Regions from separate parts of the Mus musculus genome. Here region 1 is linked to region 2. A link is a contact called in public promoter capture Hi-C data. All regions are on one chromosome and are shown on one strand. Each heading gives the region's core, a stretch centred on a gene start, on an enhancer-like site or on the middle of the called end of the contact. The rest is flanking DNA. Distances are from core to core; before and after follow the strand shown.

Region 1 (5,409 bases), core at 1,575-4,074, 250 kb after region 2:
TTAACTAGCCCTATATCATCAACAAAAGGCTGAAAATGGTAAGTCTCAAAGAAACCCAGGGCAAATGGCTGAAGAGCCTCGTTAACAAACCCCAGTGGACCATCCACTCTCAGAATCATCCTAGTTGGCATACCCCACCCTTGACCCTAAACCTATCCAACCCCTGGGCTTCATTCCCTTCCCCTCCTCCAGCTTCTTCCATCCCTAAATATCCTCTTGGCTCTTCCTGCTGCGCCTGGACTCTCTTTCACCCTTTGCCATTTTTTTCTCCCATTTCTCGTCCTCTCTCGTTCTCATCCCCTCCCCCAGGGCTGTGTCCAGTCTGGATCCTTCCAGACTCCCCTGCATCTTTCACCCTTGTATCTAAAATCGGCTCAACCAAACCTTGAAGTCATGCCCTCATTTTTAAATGCAACCGGGCGGGTTCTGGTTTCCGGGTGCAGCCTTGCTGTAGTGGGGCTCCCAGCTGAGCTACTTTTACAGGCCTAGAAGACACTATTTTTTTTTTTTTTTTCTATGCTCATCACATTCCCCTTTGGTTTTTTTCTTAGTCTCCTTGGTTGTCACTCTGGCTTCCTCTCTGCCCCCACACCCTCTCTTCCTTTCTATAATATGTTACTTTCCCTCCCTGTCCTGGACTCTCTGGACTCTCTGGCTATTCTCTCTCATATCTACACTAAAGTCCTTCTTCTTAACCCTACCTTGGAGCTGCCATACCCCCACTTTATAGACGAGGTCTCACTAAGTTGCCCAGGCTGAATTCATTCAGTTAGCCTGGCCTTGGACTGTGCCCTTCTTTTTCAGCCTCTGAGGTATCTGGGATGTCAGGTCTGCTCCACCAAGCTCATCCTGGCACCAATTCTACGGTGGGAAAACACTGGAAAAACACACTTTGAAATCCAACCTGCTAATCTCTGGGCTTTTGATCTGAGGGCTCTGAGTCTCCTCCTGCAAACAGGAACACAGGAAGGCTTGTCTGGCCTCTGAGAACAAGGAAAGGAGGCTGTTCTGGACGAAGGACTTCAGGCTGCCTCTCTGCTGCTTCCCATCCCTCAGGAAGGGAAGCAATGGCAGGGAGACCAAAGGGCAAAGAAAGGTCAGAGCCTGCTGTGAGGTCATATCCAACTTTGGGGAAAAGATGGGGACTGTGGGGCTCAGGCAAGTGGCGCACACCTTTAATCCCAGCACACAGGAGGCAGGCGGATTTCAGCCTGGTCTACAGAGTGAGTTCTAGGGCAGCCAGCCGCACACAGGGAAACCCTACCTAGAAAAGCCGGAAAAAAGGGTGGGTTATGGCCAGAGCCATGCCCTTGGCCTTTGATTCACTTTATAGGAGCACAATGCTGACACCCGGAGCTGCTCGGGGACTACAGACTCATGTTCAGTCGCCTTTGCCGTCTTCTCAGGGGACAGCAGACTGCCGCTAAGGAAGGGAGCCAGATTCACATCACTTGTGATCCAAAGGCTAGGTAGGCACTTGGGTGAGTTTGGGAAGACCAAGGACTGTGGGAGGACTGGAAGCTGAAGCCATGGAGGACTGTAGAGCAGCAGTTTGGCTCCAGTCCAAGGCTGAGGAGGCAATGGGAGGAGCTTAGACTCTCTCTTTGATCTCTGTGGTCAGGAAGATCAATTACCATGTGCCTAGCCTCAGTTTACCTTCTGTTGGAGGGGTGCGGTATGCTGGAAAGAGGTCCCAGCTTTGAAGGAAGAATCCTTCTCCAGTTCCCTAGAAGCAGAGAGAGAAGCTCTCTCGATGTAGTCCAGGCTGATACCTAACTTAGCAATGCTCCTGCCTCAGCGTCTTGAATACTAGTATGACAAGCATAAGCCGCTGCACTCACCTCTTTCTAGCCTGTGTCCTCAGAACTGCCTTTTCCACCCAGAGCGCCCTGCCCCCAGCATCCCCTCCACATCAGCTCAGAGACAGGAGCCAGGTACATGGCTGGCTCCACCCCATCAGTGCCATTCCTGTGACTGGCACCGCTTTCTTCCTGTTCTGTCCCTGTGCCAAGGAACACTGGCATTAGGAGTCTCAGGGCAGTTTATCAGAGTAGCTGCCACATTGAAATCTCCAACAGAGGATCGGGATCCTCCCCCCCCCCTGCCCCCCATGACAGCTGCAGGTTTCTGAGGGCCCCCTAGGCTGATATGGAAGCCAAGGATACGGGAACAGGAAAATCCGGTTACATCCAGCCCAATTCTGCCTTTCATCTACTCTTGTTACTGGAATCAGTAGCAGGGAGAGAGCTGAGGATCTGAGAGGTGAAGCGGAGATTGGGGTTAAGAGGTCAACCAGCAGGGCAGGATGGTAGTCGGTGTGCAGGGAGTAGGGCTATGGGGGTGCTGGGCGAACACAGGGCTGGTGAGCCGGGAGCTTGGGAGACCCAGGGACTGGAAAAACTAAGGTCTGGGATCCCGGGATCTGGAGGACTCAGGACCTGAAGGAACTAGCTGGGGACTTGAGGCTGGGACTCCAGAGTCTGGGAGAACCAGGGTCTCTTCTCAGCAATGGCATCTCCTTCCAGAGAGCCCTGGGGTGGGGTCAGAGACCAATGCATCCAGTTCCTGGATCCCTAGGGCTCGTCAGGATTCAGGGGACCTGCCCCCAACCTCCTCACCTGTACTCACCTCTTCTGGCTGTGGTAACAGGGAAATGACCTAGGAATGGACGAACCGCAGCGTGGCTCTGCGGACTGGACGGCAGTGTGTATCTTCCAGCTTGGCTCTTCGTTCAGGACCAAGGAAACTTCCTGAGTTTAACCACAGCCCTGGATAGAAACTCCACCCAGGGTGTACCTGCTGACATCCTAGAACCAGAGAGGCTGGACCCGGAGGAGGCAGTCAAAGGTTAGCTTCCTCTCAGGTGCCTGCTGGGATGATAGCCAGGAGGGGCAGTTTGAAGAAATTGACACAGTCCAGCCCTGCCTTCTCCTGCAGATTCCCAAGAGCCTCAACCTCTGTCAACAACAACAACAACAACACTTTTTTGGATTTTTATGCATGCGTGCACGTGTGTGTGTGTGTGTGTGTGTGTGTGTGTGGCTGTCTACCCTGTTAGCAGGTGCTTTTCAACTTAAAAAAGGAAAAAAGAGCACACGTGTGGAGTCCTGAGGACTACTCTACTTTTGGATGTCCTCATATTCCGACCTGGTCGGAGTCTCCTCTGTGGCTGCCATGTTGTGTATCTCAAGCTGGGTGACTTGAGGGCTTTTGTTGCATGGCGCTCCTCTCTCTGTCCCCCCTCACTGCAGGAGAGCTAGTATTACAGCATCACGACTTCAGGTTTGGGAGGTAGGTGCTTTCATCTGCGAAGCCATCTTACTGACTCTCTTCTTCACCTTCTTTTGTGCATGTGCGGGGAATTGAACTCGGGTCCTCAGGCCCACACAGCACACATTCCAACTCTTCGGTTCTTTGGTTCTGAAGCTTTTCTTTCTTTCTTTTTTTTTTTTTTTAAAGAAATATTTTATTTTTATTTATGTGTGTAGCCTCTGTGGGCTGAGTCATTCCCTCACCCCTGGGCTTTCCTTGGTCTGGGTATTGAACTCTGGTCCACATGCTTGCTCAGCACAGCTTCACCAAATGAGTGAACTTGAGAGCCAACAGTATACAAAGATTCTTTTTTCCCCTTCCCTTTTGGTATGTAGGAAATTGAGTACAGGCCTCATGAACCATACACTCACCCCCTATGGCTGACTCTCTTTAGCTCTGAGACAGGGTCTCACTATGTAGCCCTGGTTTGCCTGGAACTTATGTAACCCTGGATGGCCTTGAAATCAAAGATCTACCTGTTTCTGCCTCTCAAGTACTAAGATGAATATAGTGTGCATCCCTAATACTATGCACGCTTAATAGATCTATGTGCACAGGAGAAAGCCAAGTACAGAGAGGGAAAGTAACTCCCTTGAAGTCACACAGCCATCTGAAGCCAGGCAAGCTGAGGCTTGGCCAAGGCCACACAAAAAACAGTTCTTGTCACTTCTGTTCACGTTCTGTTATTGTTTGTTTTGTGTGTTTGCTTGTTTGTTTTGAGACAGGGTCTCTCTAGAGCCCTGCCTGTGCCAGAACTCATTATGTATGTAGGCCAGACTGATCTCAAACTCCCAGCGATCCATTTGCCTCCTGAGTGCTAGCATTAAAGAAGTGCCACCAATATTAGGATAAAGTGACAAAAAGGGTACCTTTCCTCTGCTCTGGGAGAGCAAAAGGCCAATTTGGAGTGGGGACATGAGAGAGAGAGACAGATACTGAGAGAGACATAGAGAACTAACAGAGAGAGAGAGAGAGCGCGTGCGCGCGCGCACGCGCGCGCCTTTAGAGGGGCGCTGTTGCTATGCAACTCTCAGCGCTCTAATACTGGAGATGTGCTGCACCTGTCTTTGGCAGGCAATGGCGATGACATAAGCTGCTGCCAATGAGTTACTCAAAACCAGGCTGGCAGGCTGCCGAACTTACAACAGCCACACCCAGCAATTTTTTTACTATTTGCAATTTTTATTTTTGCTACAAGGGATTGAATGGTACACCATTTGTGCTGATTGGTTGTATCACCACCAAGTTACCACCCCCAATTCTAGTTTGTTTCTTCCTTCCTTCCTTCCTTCCTTCCTTCCTTCCTTCCTTCCTTCCTTCCTTTCTTTCTTAAACTTCTGTCCACCAAGGTATAATGAATGGCCCAGGCCTGTAAGCACAGACTCAGGTGGCAGGTGCAGTAAGACACACCAAATTTGAGGCTAGCCTTCCATACTGAGTTCCAGGCAAACCAGGGCTACAGAGGGAGGCCCTGTCTCAAAACCCCATGATCCTGTGATGGAGAGATGGCTCAGCAGTTGAGAGTTCTTTCTGCTTATGCACAGGGCCTGTGTGCACTTTCCAGTGTGTATTTTGGGTGTTGGAGTGGGCAAGGGCAGCCTCAGATTTAACTGCAACTCTAGCTCCATACAATTGAACAAATGTTAAAACAACAAAAACCTAGCCCAGCAATGATGGCTCCCGCCTTTATCCCCAGCAGTGATGGCACCCGCCTTTTTATCCCCAGCAGTGATGGCACCCGCCTTTTTATCTCCAGCAGTGATGGCACCCGCCTTTTTATCCCCAGCAGTGATGGCACCCGCCTTTTTATCCCCAGCAGTGATGGCTCCCGCCTTTATCCCCAGCACTGGGGAAGCAGACCCAGGAGGAGCTCTAGGTTTGAGGCAAGTTCTAGGAATTCCTAGCAAGTTCCTACAGCTAGGAATACACAAAGAAACCCTATCTCAAAAAAATAAAAAGAAATGAAACAAAATTAATTAATTAACACCAAACTCAAAGCAAAAAATCAAAAACAAAACAAAAACAAAAACAAAACTCCCAGGAACAAATGCAATAATATATAAGTATAAAATTATTTTAGACGGTAACCTAAACAAT
Region 2 (5,589 bases), core at 2,958-5,457:
GTCACCGTGGGTGGCAAGATCGTGGGCTCTCTGTGTGCCATTGCAGGTGTGCTCACCATCTCTCTGCCTGTGCCTGTCATTGTCTCTAACTTTAGCTACTTTTACCACCGGGAGACAGAGGGCGAAGAGGCAGGGATGTACAGCCATGTGGACACACAGCCCTGCGGTACCCTGGAGGGCAAGGCTAATGGGGGGCTGGTGGACTCTGAGGTGCCTGAACTCCTCCCACCACTCTGGCCCCCTGCAGGGAAACACATGGTGACTGAGGTGTGAGGGTCAACTGGGGTCTCCAGGGAGCAGTGGGGTGGGAGGGAGGAGGGAAGGCAGGGTCAGGTGCTGGGTTAAGGACTAAGATGGTAACAAAAGGGTACAGATTCTTAATCTGAAGGCATGTCACATGGTGGCTCCTAGGGGGACCTTATGTGACAGGAATTGCCAGGATTTGGGTTGTGTCCAGGGCTCCCCCCATTGATTGCGCAATGTGGTAGAGCTGTGCAAATGTCCAGGGGCTCTATGGGTAGCACTGTAAGAGACTTGGCCATAGATTGTGAGTTTCCTAGGTGTTCGTGGGGTCCCACTGGGGGCAAGTGTGGTCCCGTTAACACTTGATAGGTACTAATAGAACTTTGGGTCCTCTAGGGCCAAGTCGGCTCCTGTAGGTCTCTGGAGCACTGTTAAAGAGTGTGAGCTTGTGGCTACATGGTCACACACAGAGGTTATGTGGTGATACATAGCAGATTGTGTGGATTCATGTTTCTTCTAGGACTCAAGTTATTTTAGATTCTGTGAGCTCTGGAGTCATGCAGACAGGATGTGATCACTCTGGGTCCTGATGGAAAAAGGGTTAGGGTATAAAAGATAGACAGAGGCAGAGACTCAGATAAAGGGACAGAGACACCCCCACACACACACACAACACACAATTCTCTGTGTTGTGCAGGGTTATAGGACTGGAATCATTTTAGGGCCATGCAAAGCTGAGATGTGTGACCCCATGTGTCTCCGAACAGTTGAGTCTGATGACTTCTACGGTCTCATGGGACTTGTGTTACTGTGAGTCCTGTGGAACTTTTGGTTGAATTTGACTGTATGTGAGGGCCATTTTAAACAGTAGATCAGGGTCACAGCACAGATAAAACTAACTACAAGGGAGCAAGCATGGGCACGTGGATGTGTGTGGCCCGTTGAACAAGTTTACTCAGGGTTATGCATTGTAGAGCTGGTAGTGTCTGTATCTCTGGGTCCCCCTGCCCGAAGCACCTAGAAAGACGATGGGAACTAGTAACCTGCCTGTCTTGCTCATGTGGGACCCATATTTCTATGTTGTCCCATGCTGTAGTACAAAGATTCAGAGGCTGGTTGGAGCCACAAGGAAAGAAAACACAGTAGGGCAAGAGTAGGTACTTGGGAAAAGATGTGGCAGGGGACAGAGATCTAGAAGAAAGAAAGATGGAGAGAAGGAGCAGGAGGAGCAGGGGAGGGGGAAAGAGGGAAGGGAAGGAGGGAGAGACAGAGCAGGTAAAGAGGAAGAGATGTGGGGGGGGGGGGGAGAAGGACCTGGAGCCCAAGGGTCATCCTCTCTATTCTCTGAGTCATAACAGACTCTAAGCCATGGCGTCAGCATCCCTTAGAGCCAAGGAAGGTCACCACACTCCTGGAGGTGCTCTGTGTTTCCTAGGACAGAAACCCAAGGCTGTAGTGTGCTGTGGCTTCCCTCAAGGTTACCCAGCACGTCATAGGACCAAGGCTGGTGCCAGGTGGCCTGCCTGTGACACCCCCACAACTTCTGGTGTGCAGGTATTGCCTGAGGCCACTGGTCCTGTGTCCTTTGTTTTTATCCCTTAAAACAGGGTCCCTCTTTGTAGTGTTGGCTGTCCTGGAACTCACTACGTAGACCAGCCTGGCCTTGAATTCACAGAGCTCTTCCTGTCTCTGCTTCACAAGTGCTGGGATTAAAGCTGGGGGGTGGTGTCACCATATCTGGCAAGACTGCCTCATCTAGAGGAGGAAGGTGATATTGGAGGGAACAGCATCACCCTAAGCTCCAGGAAAACATTTTTGGAGTCTTCTGGGCCTGAGAGACATTTTGGGGAGCAGGAGAGGTTACAATCACTAACAAGGTGTTTGACTGGCATTAACTTATTAAAGTCTGATCATCGGTGCCTAGTGTTGAGTTATTTTTCATAACGATATCACCTGCTTTAGTCATATGAACTCTTGCTTAAGACCTGAGGGTGAAGCATCTTAGAGGGGCTGCCAGGAAGATTTGGCTCCTCTGAGACACCCAAGCCATAAGCCACCAGGAGAAGGTTGTGGCAGGAGCCGCTTTCACCACCACCCATATTGCTATACAAGAGAGAGGAAGGAGGGACAGTGACAAGAGTGTGACGGTGACAAACATGGCAGAATCTCAGGGTGGGCACTTCACCCAAACATACTCACTGACTGGCACAGAAATGGAGATGGATTTGCATAGGGACCAAAGACACGGACGGACTCTATCACAGAATACAGGGAAGGGGTGCTGGAGGCAGAGGGGGAGCATGCCCCGTAGAGAAGACAGATGCCAGGCAGAAGGAAAAGCAGAGCTCAGAGAGCAGGGAGACAGGGAGAGAGGGAGGGAGAGAGAGACAGAGACGGAGAAAGAGAAGCAAGAAGAGAGATAAAGACAAGAGACAGAGGCCGGGCGTGGTGGCGCACGCCTTTAATCCCAGCACTCGGGAGGCAGAGGCAGGCGAATTTCTGAGTTCGAGGCCAGCCTGGTCTACAAAGTGAGTTCCAGGATAGCCAGGGCTATACAGAGAAACCCTGTCTCGCAAAAAAACAAAAAAAAAAAACAAAAAAAAAAAAAAAAAAGACAAGAGACAGAATTTCCCTCTCTTTATAGACTTCTCCCTTGATGCCCAGAGACTGGAGTTGGAGTCCCTTGGTAGGAACGGGTCATGTCAGGAAAGAATGAAAGGTCAGAGGGGTGACCCAAATGGGCACCCAGACTAGGAAGTGTCCCATCCCACCTCCAGGAAACAACCTGAGTGGGGTCTGAGTCACCCCAGCTGGGATGGCACCTTGAGGGGAACACCCTAATCCGGGGACACCCTTCCTGCCACTTTGCCATGCTATATTTAGGTTGGGGGGATGGGTGCTGGGTGACCCCCCCCCAAGGCAAGTGTCAGCTTTCCTCCTAAATATAGCTCAGGGTTAGGGGAACTAGAGTCCCAGAGTGGGGGCATGGCAGAGTCAAGGGCCCTGCCACCCAAGGAGCCTGTCTGCTGCAGAGACACCCTGCTTGAGGTCTCTCCAGCATCCTGCCTTTCTTTCTGAGGGGGTGATTTCCTCCCTCTAGGGCCCTGTTTCTCTGGGTGGGTTTTTAAAAATTATTTTATTTTATTTCATTTTATTTTATTTTTTATTTAATATATACCAGTACACTGTAGCTGTCTGCAGACACTCCAGAAGAGGGCATCAGATCCTATTACAGATGGCTGTGAGCCACCATGTGGTTGCTGGGAATTGAACTCAGAACCTCTGGAAGAGCAGTCAGTTCAGTGCTCTTAACCGCTGAGCCATCTCTCCAGCCCTCTGGGTGGGTTTTTGTCCCCGTGTCTTATGGTCACAGTTTGCTGTTTCGCTGGGCAGGTCACAGTTCTGAAAGCCCATCATGGTCTCCTCACTCTAATTACCTTGAAGTGTTCTTATCCACTCCAACCAAGTCTTCCTGGTCCCCGGCCAAGAAATTCCAGGATAGAAGACTATGTGGGGGAGCCCGGACAGTCACTGTCTCCAGGCATTGAGCCTTATCACTGCACAAGCCCAGCTGGCTAATGTCTGGCTGGGAGACCCAGGAAGGGAGACAGGAGCGGAGGGTGGGAACCTGCTCTAGACACCATAGCAATTCCCCGGTCTGAAGGGAAGGGCTGAGGTTCTGAATACTGGGTCTAAGGGAGGAGGACTGGGGTCTGGACCCGAGTCTAAAGGAGGAGGGCTGGCGCCTGGACCCCTGGGTCTGAGAGAGGAGGGGCGGAGTGTGGACCCCAGTGTCTGATGGAGGAGGGTTACAGCCTAGACTTCTGGAGCTGAAGTGGTCGAGGCCGAGCTTCCAAGGTGCCGGCCCGCGCGTGCTAGGCGGGATCCGCCGCCCCTCCTCCGCCGTCGGGCGCCGCCCCGCCTCCTCCCAGACCCAGGCCCTCCCAAGCGCAAACGGCGAGCAGCCGGCGAGCAGCGGGCGTCCGAGCTGCCAGCGAGCCGGAGGAGGAGCCGCAGCGGCGCCAGGGGCAGCCGGGGAGCAGAGAAGGGCGCCCCAGGTAAGAGCTCCTCGCCTCCTCTGGCAGACTACACGGTCCGGGTCGCCCGGCCCCCGGGTAGGGAGGGACGGGGGCGGGGCCGACAGGGGCGGGGTTTGGCGGAGGAAACTGAGGCAGGACGGAAGTCTCCCAGAGGTGGAGCGGGTCCCCTCCACCTAACTCAGGAATAGGGATCCCCAGCCCCATTTTCCTGGATGTGTGAAGCAGGGAATCTCCATTTATGAACACCTTGGAGGAGGGGCCGCAACCCTAGAACCTGTGGGTCTGAGGGAGGAGGCGTCTGGAGTCCAAGAAACTTAGTTTGCAGGAGGAGGCATCTGGGGAACCAGGTCACCTGAGGGAGGATGGTTCAGGGGCCTTGGGCCCCTGGGTCTGAGGAAGGAGGCAGCTGTGGACCTGAACAAAGTCTGAGGGAGGAGGCAGCGGGCACCCGCACTCCCTGTAATGGTGTGGTAAACTTCTGCCCCTGATCACACTCAACACTTCCCATTCCCCCACCTCGGAGCCTGGCCAGCCAGACACTCCAGGTATGCGCAGTCGGAGTCTTGGGCGGGCCCTGGCCTGTCCTGCGAGGAGCGAACATTCCAGGAAGCAGCCTCAGGGACCCAGAGCGTGGGCCGGCGGGGACCCGGGTGTCCAGGCCAGCCCCACCTCCGCCGCGTTTAGTGGAGGACTGGAGGACGGGAGGAGGGGATGTAATCTCTTCCAGTTGCCTCACCTGCCCCTCCTCTCTGCTCCCCCCCCCCCATCTGCTTCTCATCCCTCCAAAGCTGTCACCTGCACAGGGAAGGGGGGCCCTCTGGAGGTGGGCGGGGCATCTACTCCAGGGTACCCTAGGCTTTCAAAGACTCTGGAAAGGGTGGCTTTTTTTTTTTTTTTTTTTTTTGAGAGGTCGCGCCCTTCCCCCATCTGCCTATGTAACTGGTTTCCTTCCTCCCGCAGGTGGTTGCCCCCTCCCTCTCCTGAGATGTCAGGGAGGAGACTACCTGTATCCTACAAAGGGGCCCCACACAGCCTGGGGGCCCCCAGTCCCAGAGTGAGGAGGTGGAGGTGCTGCTGTTGACAGGTCTGGTATTCATTCACCTGCTGCTTTCCAGTCCTGGCCCGGCTTCTAGAATGTTCTAGTCTCTCCATATCCCTCCCAGCATCTCCCAGCAGCCAAGTCAGTCTCACACTCAGGGAAAAACGAGAACGACAGGATCCGAGGGGCTCCTCCAGGTTATAGGAACACGAGGGCCAAGTGGCACTGCACGGATTTCAGATCTTACCCATGCCACTTCTTGGCTGT

Evidence for each region. Promoter capture Hi-C pulls out the DNA fragments that hold promoters and counts their contacts.
Region 1: a promoter capture Hi-C map of liver shows a contact between it and region 2, with 5 times the contacts expected there. The contact joins the promoter of Fut2 here to the promoter of Ntf5 in region 2. A contact is called at or near these places in 9 of 39 promoter capture datasets (the 3T3-L1 cell line, the HPC-7 cell line, hematopoietic stem and progenitor cells and 5 more), 2 of 115 datasets of contacts at active chromatin or transcription factors (embryonic stem cells and pancreatic cancer cells) and 4 of 9 other capture datasets (adipose tissue, liver, macrophages and 1 more).

What each region holds. Positions count from the first base shown.
Region 1 is chr7:45,663,570-45,668,978 of GRCm38.p6, forward strand. Fut2 (fucosyltransferase 2) reads right to left here and starts at 2,825. Exons shown (of 3, transcript NM_001271993.1): 1 at 2,629-2,825. Gm39008 (a long non-coding RNA gene) reads left to right here. Exons shown (of 5, transcript XR_882068.2): 2 at 1-38; 3 at 1,334-2,847.
Region 2 is chr7:45,409,488-45,415,076 of GRCm38.p6, forward strand. It overlaps Ntf5 (neurotrophin 5), which reads left to right and starts at 4,208. Exons shown (of 3, transcript NM_198190.1): 1 at 4,208-4,301; 2 at 5,244-5,367. It overlaps Kcna7 (potassium voltage-gated channel, shaker-related subfamily, member 7), which reads left to right. Exons shown (of 2, transcript NM_010596.2): 2 at 1-1,895. The coding sequence ends at 273.